Linked DNA regions of Mus musculus: region 2 is linked to region 1. Evidence: chromatin contacts called from public HiChIP or PLAC-seq data. All regions are on one chromosome and are shown on one strand. Each heading gives the region's core, a stretch centred on a gene start, on an enhancer-like site or on the middle of the called end of the contact. The rest is flanking DNA. Distances are from core to core; before and after follow the strand shown. Region 1 overlaps Prr5l (proline rich 5 like). Region 2 overlaps Pamr1 (peptidase domain containing associated with muscle regeneration 1).

The links. HiChIP or PLAC-seq counts read pairs in DNA pulled down with a chosen protein or histone mark.
Region 2: an H3K27ac HiChIP or PLAC-seq map of extraembryonic endoderm stem cells shows a contact between it and region 1, with 14 times the contacts expected there. The contact joins two enhancer-like sites. A contact is called at or near these places in 2 of 39 promoter capture datasets (cranial neural crest and hippocampal neurons), 1 of 115 datasets of contacts at active chromatin or transcription factors (extraembryonic endoderm stem cells) and 1 of 9 other capture datasets (embryonic stem cells).

What each region holds. Positions count from the first base shown.
Region 1 is chr2:101,721,094-101,725,863 of GRCm38.p6, reverse strand. All of the region lies in intron 8 of Prr5l (proline rich 5 like), which reads left to right. Among named protein-coding and RNA genes, the nearest start is that of Traf6, 45 kb to the right of the region's middle. Within about 2 kb of position 2,738, at least 89 of the 459 cell types and tissues checked have an H3K27ac peak or open chromatin away from gene starts, as enhancers often do. A contact at or near this core is called in extraembryonic endoderm stem cells, where this site is marked.
Region 2 is chr2:102,561,598-102,566,367 of GRCm38.p6, reverse strand. All of the region lies in intron 1 of Pamr1 (peptidase domain containing associated with muscle regeneration 1), which reads right to left. Among named protein-coding and RNA genes, the nearest start is that of Pamr1, 14 kb to the right of the region's middle. Within about 2 kb of position 2,342, at least 5 of the 459 cell types and tissues checked have an H3K27ac peak or open chromatin away from gene starts, as enhancers often do. A contact at or near this core is called in extraembryonic endoderm stem cells, where this site is marked.

The DNA of each region.
Region 1 (4,770 bases), core at 1,489-3,988:
GATGTGAGAATCCTAAGAGGAGGTATCCCTGTCTCCAACCCAAATAAAAACAATACACGTTGTCATATTAAGGTGAGGCCTGAGGCTTTGTATTGAGGATAGTGTCGTTTTTTAAAATTCAATGAATTAAATATTTATTTATTATTTGTTTATTTGGTGTGTTAGTGTGTGTGTGCACACCTGCACACAAATGTCCATCCATTCATGTCTCAACTCAAGTATGAAGGAAAGAGAACAGTGTATAGGAGGCCATTTTCTCCCTCTATCATGTATGTTCTGCGGTTTGAACTCAGGTTGACAGGTTAGGTGACTGTCACCTTTATCTGCTGAGCCATTCTGCCAGCCCAGTCCTTGTTTTCGAAAGGTTGTCTTGAAAGGGACAGAAGGGTGGCCATTATTCTCTTTTAAGCGGTTTTTAGATCATTATCCTTTCATTTTACAGACATCTTAGCAATATGTTTTCATACTCTCTGCCAGGCACCTTGCATGCTGCTGCAGGTGTACCTGTGAGCAAAGTGAGATGTACCCCTGCCCACAGTCCAGTGAGGGGCGAAATTACACAGATCCTCTACGGGAGAAGCACAGGGCCCACCCACCCAGGACACTGGGGAAGGCTCCCTGTAGGAAGTGGGGTCTGTTTGGGGAAATGTAAAATGGGCAGAATTAGCTGAGTAAACAAAGCGGGTGGTGGGCTACCCAGTCAGGAAGGACCAATGGGAGGACTTCCAGGGTCGTGGAGAGCTCTCTTGAGATGGACCTCTCAAGAAACTAAAGGAGTTTCAGAGGTGCAGAGTTACTAGCAGCAAGAAGCAGTGCAGGCCCTGGCCAAATTGTGTGTACTGTGCTGGGTGTGTAGTCACTGGGCCCTTTGAGTTAGAATCCAAAAGCTAAGCTCTTCTGCAGCTGTTATGGACAGTCCACCATCCTTCATGCCCAAACTGTCAGCATTGAGGGTGTGAGGTCATTAAGGGATAGTGGCTTAGGCGATCCTTAGTCCAAGAGGTGTCCCAGGCCAGACATTCGTCCAGACCTCTACATGTTAAAAGCTGAGGAGACCTTCCTTACCCTTTGGGGATAGAGACTGCTATAGCATTCATAAACTGGAGATGGCTCTGTGGTTGAGAGCACTGGTTGCTCTTCCAGAGGTCCTGAGTTTGATTTCCAGCAAGCACATGGTGGCTCACAACCATCTGTGATGGGATCCAGTGCCCTCTTCCGGTGTACGTGAAAAATAGATCACTCATATACATAAACTAAGTATGTATGTGAAAGTAGCATTCACTCAGCCTGGGGCAGGGGGGTATTAAGACAATAATTGGGATCTTGGAGAAATGGCATAAAGGTTACAAACATATTGCTCTTAGAGAAGACCCACGTCCGGTTTCTAGAACCCAATCCAAGTCCCTGTAACTTTAACTCCAGGGAGATTACAATACCTCTAACCCTGCATGTGAATAGGTGCACATGTGTGCTCATACCTGCACATAGACACACATAGATACACATAACTTTTAAAGAATGGACAATGAAAAAAATTTTAAGAGTTGCAGTGGACTCATGAGAGATGCTTTAGCTGAGGCAGGGCTGTGCTGTGTCTCCCCTGAGACCAACACGAGATTGCCAAGGCAGCCGGACCATCATCTGAAAGGCTACTCAGCCAACAGCCATGCTGCACACTCCTGTCCAGGCTTTGGCAGATGTACATGGCCCAAGGAGGGTGGTGCCACCCTCACTCTTGGGGTGCCTGAGAAGTGCCCCAGTTTTGCAGGCAAGAAAGGTAGAGACTTGCTGTTATGAAATATAAATTGTGAGATAATGCAGCAGGAGTGAGGGAGTACCAGGCAGGCCCCTGCCAAAGTGTCACCCTGGGAAATCACACATGTGACAGATCTAGGATAAAGAAAGCTTATGGGGGGGGGGGAGAGCAGGGGCGATAGAGAAGAACAGAAAGAGAGAAAGAGAGGCTACCTGGAAACACGGGGGAGCAGTGTGGGGGGGTGGGCCGGGGGAGAAAAAGAAGATGTGAGGGAGGAAGAGGAAGGCGTCTGGGGTATCGAGCATTTCTCGTATGCTGCCATAGGAGGCTTGCCCCTGGCTGAGGCACAGGTAGTAATGGCTTCGGTTGATGATGAAAGCTATTGCTAGGCAGTTGCTGGGCGGAACCTAGCAGAATTGTCCGTAAGCCAATACTTGCCCTATATCCCTGCTGTGTGCCCTGCATCCTGGACTCCAGAGATACCGAGGCAGTGTCTTGCCTGACCTGGATTTGCTTTAGAACAATAGATAAGTGATTCTATCCAAGGGTCCAAATGGAGTGTGTGTTTGTGTGTGTGCACACGTGTGTGTTCATACATGCGTGCAAGCCCTCCCCTCCAAAGCCCCACTTTTTCTTTTCAGATTACAAGAGGAAAATGGAAGTATCAAGTAAGGAGGGTAGCAGTGAATCTAAAAGAAAAGCAGCAACAACAACAACACCACACACACACACACACACACACACACACACACACACACACACACACACACACACACAGTGCAGGAGGCCAGGCCCAAGTGCTACCTTTCAAGTTACCCAAATTCCTGAGCTACTTGGGATTTTTCTGGGGCTCTCAGGGCCTCTTCCCTGCAGCAAACATTCCCAGGCTGGATTCCTCCCCTAAAAAAGCCCTCCCAGTCCTCCACAGCCTCATTCCGTTATATCCCTGGGGCCCTCTGCCTATCCCTGGGGGCCTCTGCCTATCCAGCTGGACACTACCTTCTCTGCATGACAAAGGCCCTGTGGGCCTTTGCTGCTTCTGGACTGGAGCAGGAGCCCGCAATGGCAGGGGCATTCTGGGAGCCTAGGAGATCAAAGGCTTACTGGGGAGCCAGTCCCCAAACAAAGGACTGCTCCACCCTAGCTTTGCCTCTCTAGGAGTCTAAAAGAAACTGCCATTGCTGGCTTCCACAGAAATTAATGCCTGACATGGTTAGGGACCTGTGAGGAAAAGGCTTTCAAAAGAAAGTTAAGGATGGTAAGGTAGCAGACAAGCCTCTCTCTGCAAAAAGTGCCGCTTTACAAGGAAAGCCCAGACTTTAGGTGTCTCAGGAGTTCCTAGGACGACAATCTCAGTGGGTGCCTCTGTGGGAGACCCCATTTCCCCTGAGCCCATGGTCCTCAGGTCTCAGCCTTTGGCTTGCAGGCTTCCCAAGGAGCCTATTGGGGTTGACTGAGGGAGTCACCCTTCAGCTGACTTCTCTGAGGATTAACTCTAGTGACTGGCAGCTCATCAAGGAAGCACTGTCTGCCAGCAGACTTGGCAAACCACGGGGTCCGTGTGATCTGGGCTTTGCCAGCATCAAGTTTAGGACCAAAACATTCTTCCTGAGAGTTGAAAGGCAGTGCTAACTGTAGGCCTCGCTTGCAAGTCCCTTCAGGGTGAGAGAGGAGGCTGTGTGGAAAGTGTGGGGCCTCAGTGACTACAAGGATCAGGGCTCAACTGTGTAGTCTGGCGTTAGCTACCTACCTTCTTGGAGCAGCCTGAGGCTTGAACACCAGCTCTGGCCTTCTTCTGGGAGCAATGAAGAAGAAAGAGCATTGATGGTGGGGCCAAACAGGCAGTGCCACATATCATGGGCCCCTTGGGAGTAGCTTGTCCCCCTCTTCCTCCAGGTGTGAGGATTACCTACTCATCTTTCCCTGGACTCGAACCCTTGTCAAGCTGTGGGATTTGATTGCCCTCCTCCCTGAGCTGTGCAAGCCAGGGAAGACATGCTTCTTTGTAACCAGACCCTAGAGAGGTCTGTGTGACTTGAGTCTATAAACCAGTCCCTAGTAGTACGGCCATCTGAAGTGCTCTTTCTTCAAGACCTCTCTCTAGGAGCTACGAAGATACTTCAGTGAGTAAAGTGCTTGCCAAGGGTAAGGACTGAAACCTAACCCCAGAATCCATGCTGGGCATGGTGGTATAACTTCAACCCCACGAATGAGATCCCTGGAGCTTGCTGAATTGGTGGGGGCCCAGGTTCAGGGTGAGAGCCAGTCTCAAAAATCTAAGGTGGAGAAGTGGTTGAGAGAGCCTCCATAAGCATGTCCACACACATGTATGTGTACATGTGAGATATATGTCTCTTACACACACACACACACACACACACACACACACGGTTCTCTGGATTTCCAGGATACTCTTGGTACCTCTACTCTGACATTTTTCACATTGATATCAGGGAAACCAAGGTTGCATCTTAGGGTTCTTAGTCTCATTAATACAATAATTTTAAGAGGAAGTTGAAGGACAATTTTATTGGAGTTGAAATGAAAAACTTCTATTAGGGGGAATGTCCTTTGATTTAGCAGCACTGGTGTGGTCCACGCCTTTAATCTCAGCATTCTGGAGGCAACATAAATGGAGCTCTGAGTTCAAGGCTAGCCCAGTCTACAGAGTGAGTTCCAGGACAGCCAGGGCTACACAGAGAAACCCTGTCCTGGGGGGATGGAGTGGGGAGGGGCCCACTAAAACAAAAGATTGAAAGCCGTATCAGTGGGGTTGTAGGAGGGCGAGGGATGGGTCTGGCATGAATTAGGGGAAGGGGCTGGAGGTGAATATGATCAAAATAAAATACGGTGTATGGAATTTCAAAGAAGATAAAAATACTAAAAACAAAAGAAATTACACCAGGACAGGCAAGGTATAAATTTCAGCAGCTGCCCGGAGGAGAAAGTCTGAGGGATTGGGCATACGGTTTGACTTACTGGAACGGGGCACATCATGTGGTAACAAGTGGCCA
Region 2 (4,770 bases), core at 1,093-3,592, 840 kb before region 1:
TTTGCTAGTCAGATAATGACAGCTACAAAGCCAAGTCCTTCATTACCTCACTGCGCATACCATGACGTTGAGTGAATTCTTTAGAAATCTAATATTTGGAGTTGTGCATCATTGGGAAGGGAAGGGGAGTGAGAATTAAGTTTATCACTTGCTTTTCTTCTTCTTTCCTCTTCACTTTACTGACACACAGCTCCATGTCACAGCTCTGCTTCAATCCCCGTTTAAGTCACACCACACATCGTGGCTGGCTCTCAGTCCACGAAACTCACCAGCTCATTGGTCCAGTCCACAGAACCACCATTTAAAGTGAGTGTTGTTTGCTTCATTTAATGGGTAATGAAACAGACAGTAAGTAGATGGCTCATGGTGTACATCTTTTAGGCAGACAGATGAGAACCTCACTCTTAGTGTCTTACCAATATGGTAAATTGGTTCCCCAGAGTCTAAACCTCTGACTTTACCATTTAAGAAGAAAGCAATGAGTCGGGGAGAGAAATCAGTAGATAAAGTGTTTGGCATACAACTGTGAGGATCAGAGTTCTAATCCTCAACCCCTACATAGCAGCACATCTGCAATCCCTACCCTTGGAAGGCAGAGACGGGATCCCTAGGGCGAGTTGACTAGCTAGATTATCCAGATCAATAAGTTTCAGGGTCAAAAAGAATCTCTACCTCAATAAATAAAATCTCCATCGATCAGGAGTGATCAAGGAAGACTTCTGAAGTCAACTTCTGTACCAAACGCATACTCATACATATGTAACCATACACATGCACACATATACAGAAGCATACATACCACTCACATATAAACACAAAAATGAATCAAAATAAATTTTAAGAAGAAAGCATCAGCACTATTGGTGAACATAGAAACAGCTAAAACTCAGAGTACCAAATTTTACTCTTGGCTCCATCTGTTAGAATGTGGCTTTGGATATATCATCAACTTTCTTGTGTCTCAGTTCCCTCCTCTGTGCAGTATGGGTATTGATAGTACTTCATGGCTGGAAGAGAGAACCCAAAGGACTCAGGAAATGCTCTGCATATTATTTGCAGGATAAAGGTCAGCAATTATGCTCTGGGTCATATCAGTAAGTGATTCATACAAGAGAGCTTTGCTTCAAATAACAAGCAAGCTCAGGGAAGGTACGGTTATACTCTGATGGCGCTATAAATGATGGGTGTGAGATGATAGTACCATTTAGACCTGACCCAGTTTTAAGTCACTCACCTATTAGCTCATTTAGCCCTAAAAACAATCCACTCATATGAATGTCACTGCAGTTGAAGGTGATGGTGACAGTGTAAGACTCTAGAAGAAACACCCCATCTTATAGATGTGAACCTGGAGTCACACAAGTAATAAATATCAGAGATAGAGTTCAAATACAGGTAGCCTGTTTCTAGAGTCAAAGTGCTTAACCAATATGCTGGTCTGGCCCACAGACATTATTCCTGATTCTGAATGGCAGCAACAGCCTTAACATATATTGGAGCTTGTTCTGAGCTGGGCACATACTGCTTATGTGCATATGTGCATACTGCTTACCTCGTGCTTCCACGTGTTAATTCATTCTCAGTGACATAATAAGCTCACATTTTATGGATGAAGAAATTGAGACAACAAAAGGTCAAGTACCTTGGCCAAAGGTACACAGTATTTAGCAGAGCTGAGACCCTGTCTGTATGCATCAGACAGCACTCTTCTCATTCACACCAACACCTGTGCTGAAAACCCTTGGATGTCTGGATCCCAATTGAGACCCATTCTATTAACATCACTAGAGATAGAATCTAGATTTCTGCCTTTCAGACCAAACAAACCCTCCTTTCAGAACTGCATCTCTATCGTGCTGCTTCAACCAGCGTCCTCCAGTCCATGAGAAGTTAGACTTATATGGGGTCTCCCCTCCCACTAGCCTAAAAATCCAGGATGATGTCCTGACTCCTTAACAAAGAGAATCTTGAGAGGACCCTACATTCTAGATCCCACATCCACTGAATCTGTTCCTCTTTTGTGCTGATAGACAACCATAGGCAGTATATCTTACCACAGTGCTGAGGGCCATGCAGGGGGAATGAACAATGGCCTTAGAACTCATGGATTGCTCGCCACTGTACCACCACAGCTACATGGGTGAGCCTTGGTGTGGCACAGCCCCGAGGGCCATGTGTCCTGAAGACTTTATGCTATTGCAGAGTTCTGCTCTGCTTGCTACCTCACATCCCTCTTCATCTAAGAATTGTATGAAAACTCCAGAGAGGCTTCCAGTCCCTCACTAGGCAGTATCTCTGGCACTCACAGTAACAATCCTTGATCCCCTTCAGGCATTGCTGCTGCTGCAGATTAATGATTGACTCTATCCCCACCTTAGAGAGGAATTTAGAGATGTCAATTGTCAGCAATGACCACCACCCTTAGAAAACATTTGGGAAAATAAGGTTGTTAGTGAAGCTAGACTGAGATGTTTTTACTACTGGATCTGATGTAGAAAGTCTTAGGATACAATTTAAAGTTCAGAAAGGCGCACTCTTATTAGTTAAGCTAGGGACTGTTTGTGATCAGGGAACAAGAACAATGGCGGCACTGGCTGACGTGACTCTTACTGAGGCTGGACTGGGGATGATTGACTTCTTATACCCATTTTGCCCTTAGCTTCCTGATATGATTTAGTAAGAATTGCTAATGAATAGATATGCATTTTGAGGGTGTAAAGTAGATGGGACTGGTTTTTATATAAAAGTTTAGATTTGTGATTCTTTTAAGATTTTTACCAGATTATTTTTAAAGATAAATAATTAAATAATTACTTCTTTCCTTGTAACCATAAATTGTTGCCTGCTGGTAGAAGAAACTGGCTGAGAAAACTCCCTTGCTTGCTTACACATTGTTAATCTATAACTAGTTGCTGAATTATGAATGTACATGGGTTTTGGGGAACAATTTGTTTTCTTTTTACCTGTACTATGTAATGTTTTTATTGTATTAGAGAACATACTAGTTTTTTTTCATAATCATTTACTAGAAGAAAACTAAAACATAATCACACTGTAATTTTAGACTGCTTGGAAGATTTTGCTAGAAATATAAGCAATGGAAGGAAGAATAAAGTGTGTAGGGCTGGAGCATTGTCCTTCCATCCATCAACTATGTGTATGTATGTGTGTGTATAAGGTTTGTGTGCATGGGATCTGGAACATAGTTCCTTCTACCCATGTATATATAAAGCTTGTCTGGGTCTGTGTTGGAGCTTGTGTGTATTTATGTATGTATATGCAAAATGCTTACACCCTGCTTGCTGGAGCTTTGCTCTAACCATTCTATGTGTGAATGTGTATACGTCTGTCTGTAGTTATGTATGTATGTATGTATGTATGTATGTATGTATGCATGTATACATTTGTGTATATGAAATTATTGGACTCTGCCTTTTGTTTTATCTACTCAGTGTATGTGTGTATATATGTGTGTATGTGCAGTGTGTGTGTGTGTGAGTGTATGTATGTGCGAATTTTCTTCCTTTCCCTTTTCTAACTGCTTCTTCAGCCCCTGTAGGTATCTGGATCCACTTGTGTCAGCTGCTCTCAACACTCATCCTTCATCAGCTGCCTTCCTCAATTTACCCTCCTGTACCAAAGCTGGTCTTTGGCACCATAGCCTTTCTCCAAAGCCACAAAGGTGTCATTGCACTCATAGGTGACAATAGCCATAAAGGACTTTGGAAGAAGAATTGCATAATTTTCAGACCTTGCCATTCTTATCTGTGTAATTTTTCTCTTTTGAATAATAGCTTTGTTTAAATCACAGAGAAGGAAGAGTGTGGGGAAACAGGTCCTCCAAGTCCACACATACACAACATTGCAAGCAATTTCTTCAAGTCTCTCTGTACCACTCTTGGTTCTTCCCACCTCCCTTTAGGTCTTCTCTCTCTTCTAATGCTTCCTGTCTCAGTCTGATTTTTTTTTTTGGTTCCTGTAATAAAACACACAACACTGGATAATTTATAGACTATAGCTTTATTTAGCTCATGTTTCTGGACACTGGGAAGTCTAAGACCATATGACTGGGAATTTCCCAGCTTCTGATGAAGGGCTCCTTTCTAAATAACATGGTAGAGGAGACTGAGACAGTGCAAGCAAACTAGAGGAAATTCCCTTATATATAACAAAGTCACTGTCTCCAAAACCCAAAGGCTAATCCATCCATTAATAGACCCCATCACCTTCCAAAGGTCCCATCTCTACTTAACATATGAAGTTGGGGGTTAACTTCTCTACATATAAAACTGGGGCACACATACAAACCATAGTGCCTCTCATTCATGTAGCTTTTAATAGGGCATACATCACATCCTGCTGCCTCTCTTTAGACATGGAAATTCCTCATCCACAGCCAAGGAGAACTCGAAACCTACAATCTTGGAGAAACCCCTCATTTGCCTTTATCCTCATCAACTGTGGTCAGAAGACCTTGATAGCACACTTCTGGGATATTTTGAATTTGAGAATATAAGATGAACAGATTTTCTTCCTTTTTATTGACATTGGTTACAGGGGGGGAAATGTTGAAGGTTAGAGAGATGGCTTAGTTGTTAAGAGCACTGTCTGTTCCTGTAGAGGACAATTTCCAGCACCCATTTACAAACATCTATAACTCCAGCTCCAGGGAATCTGAGACTTGGGACCTCTATGGGCATTTCTACTCAAGTGCACACACCCATACTCAGACATACAGCTACACATAATTAAAAGTAATAAAAAGAAATC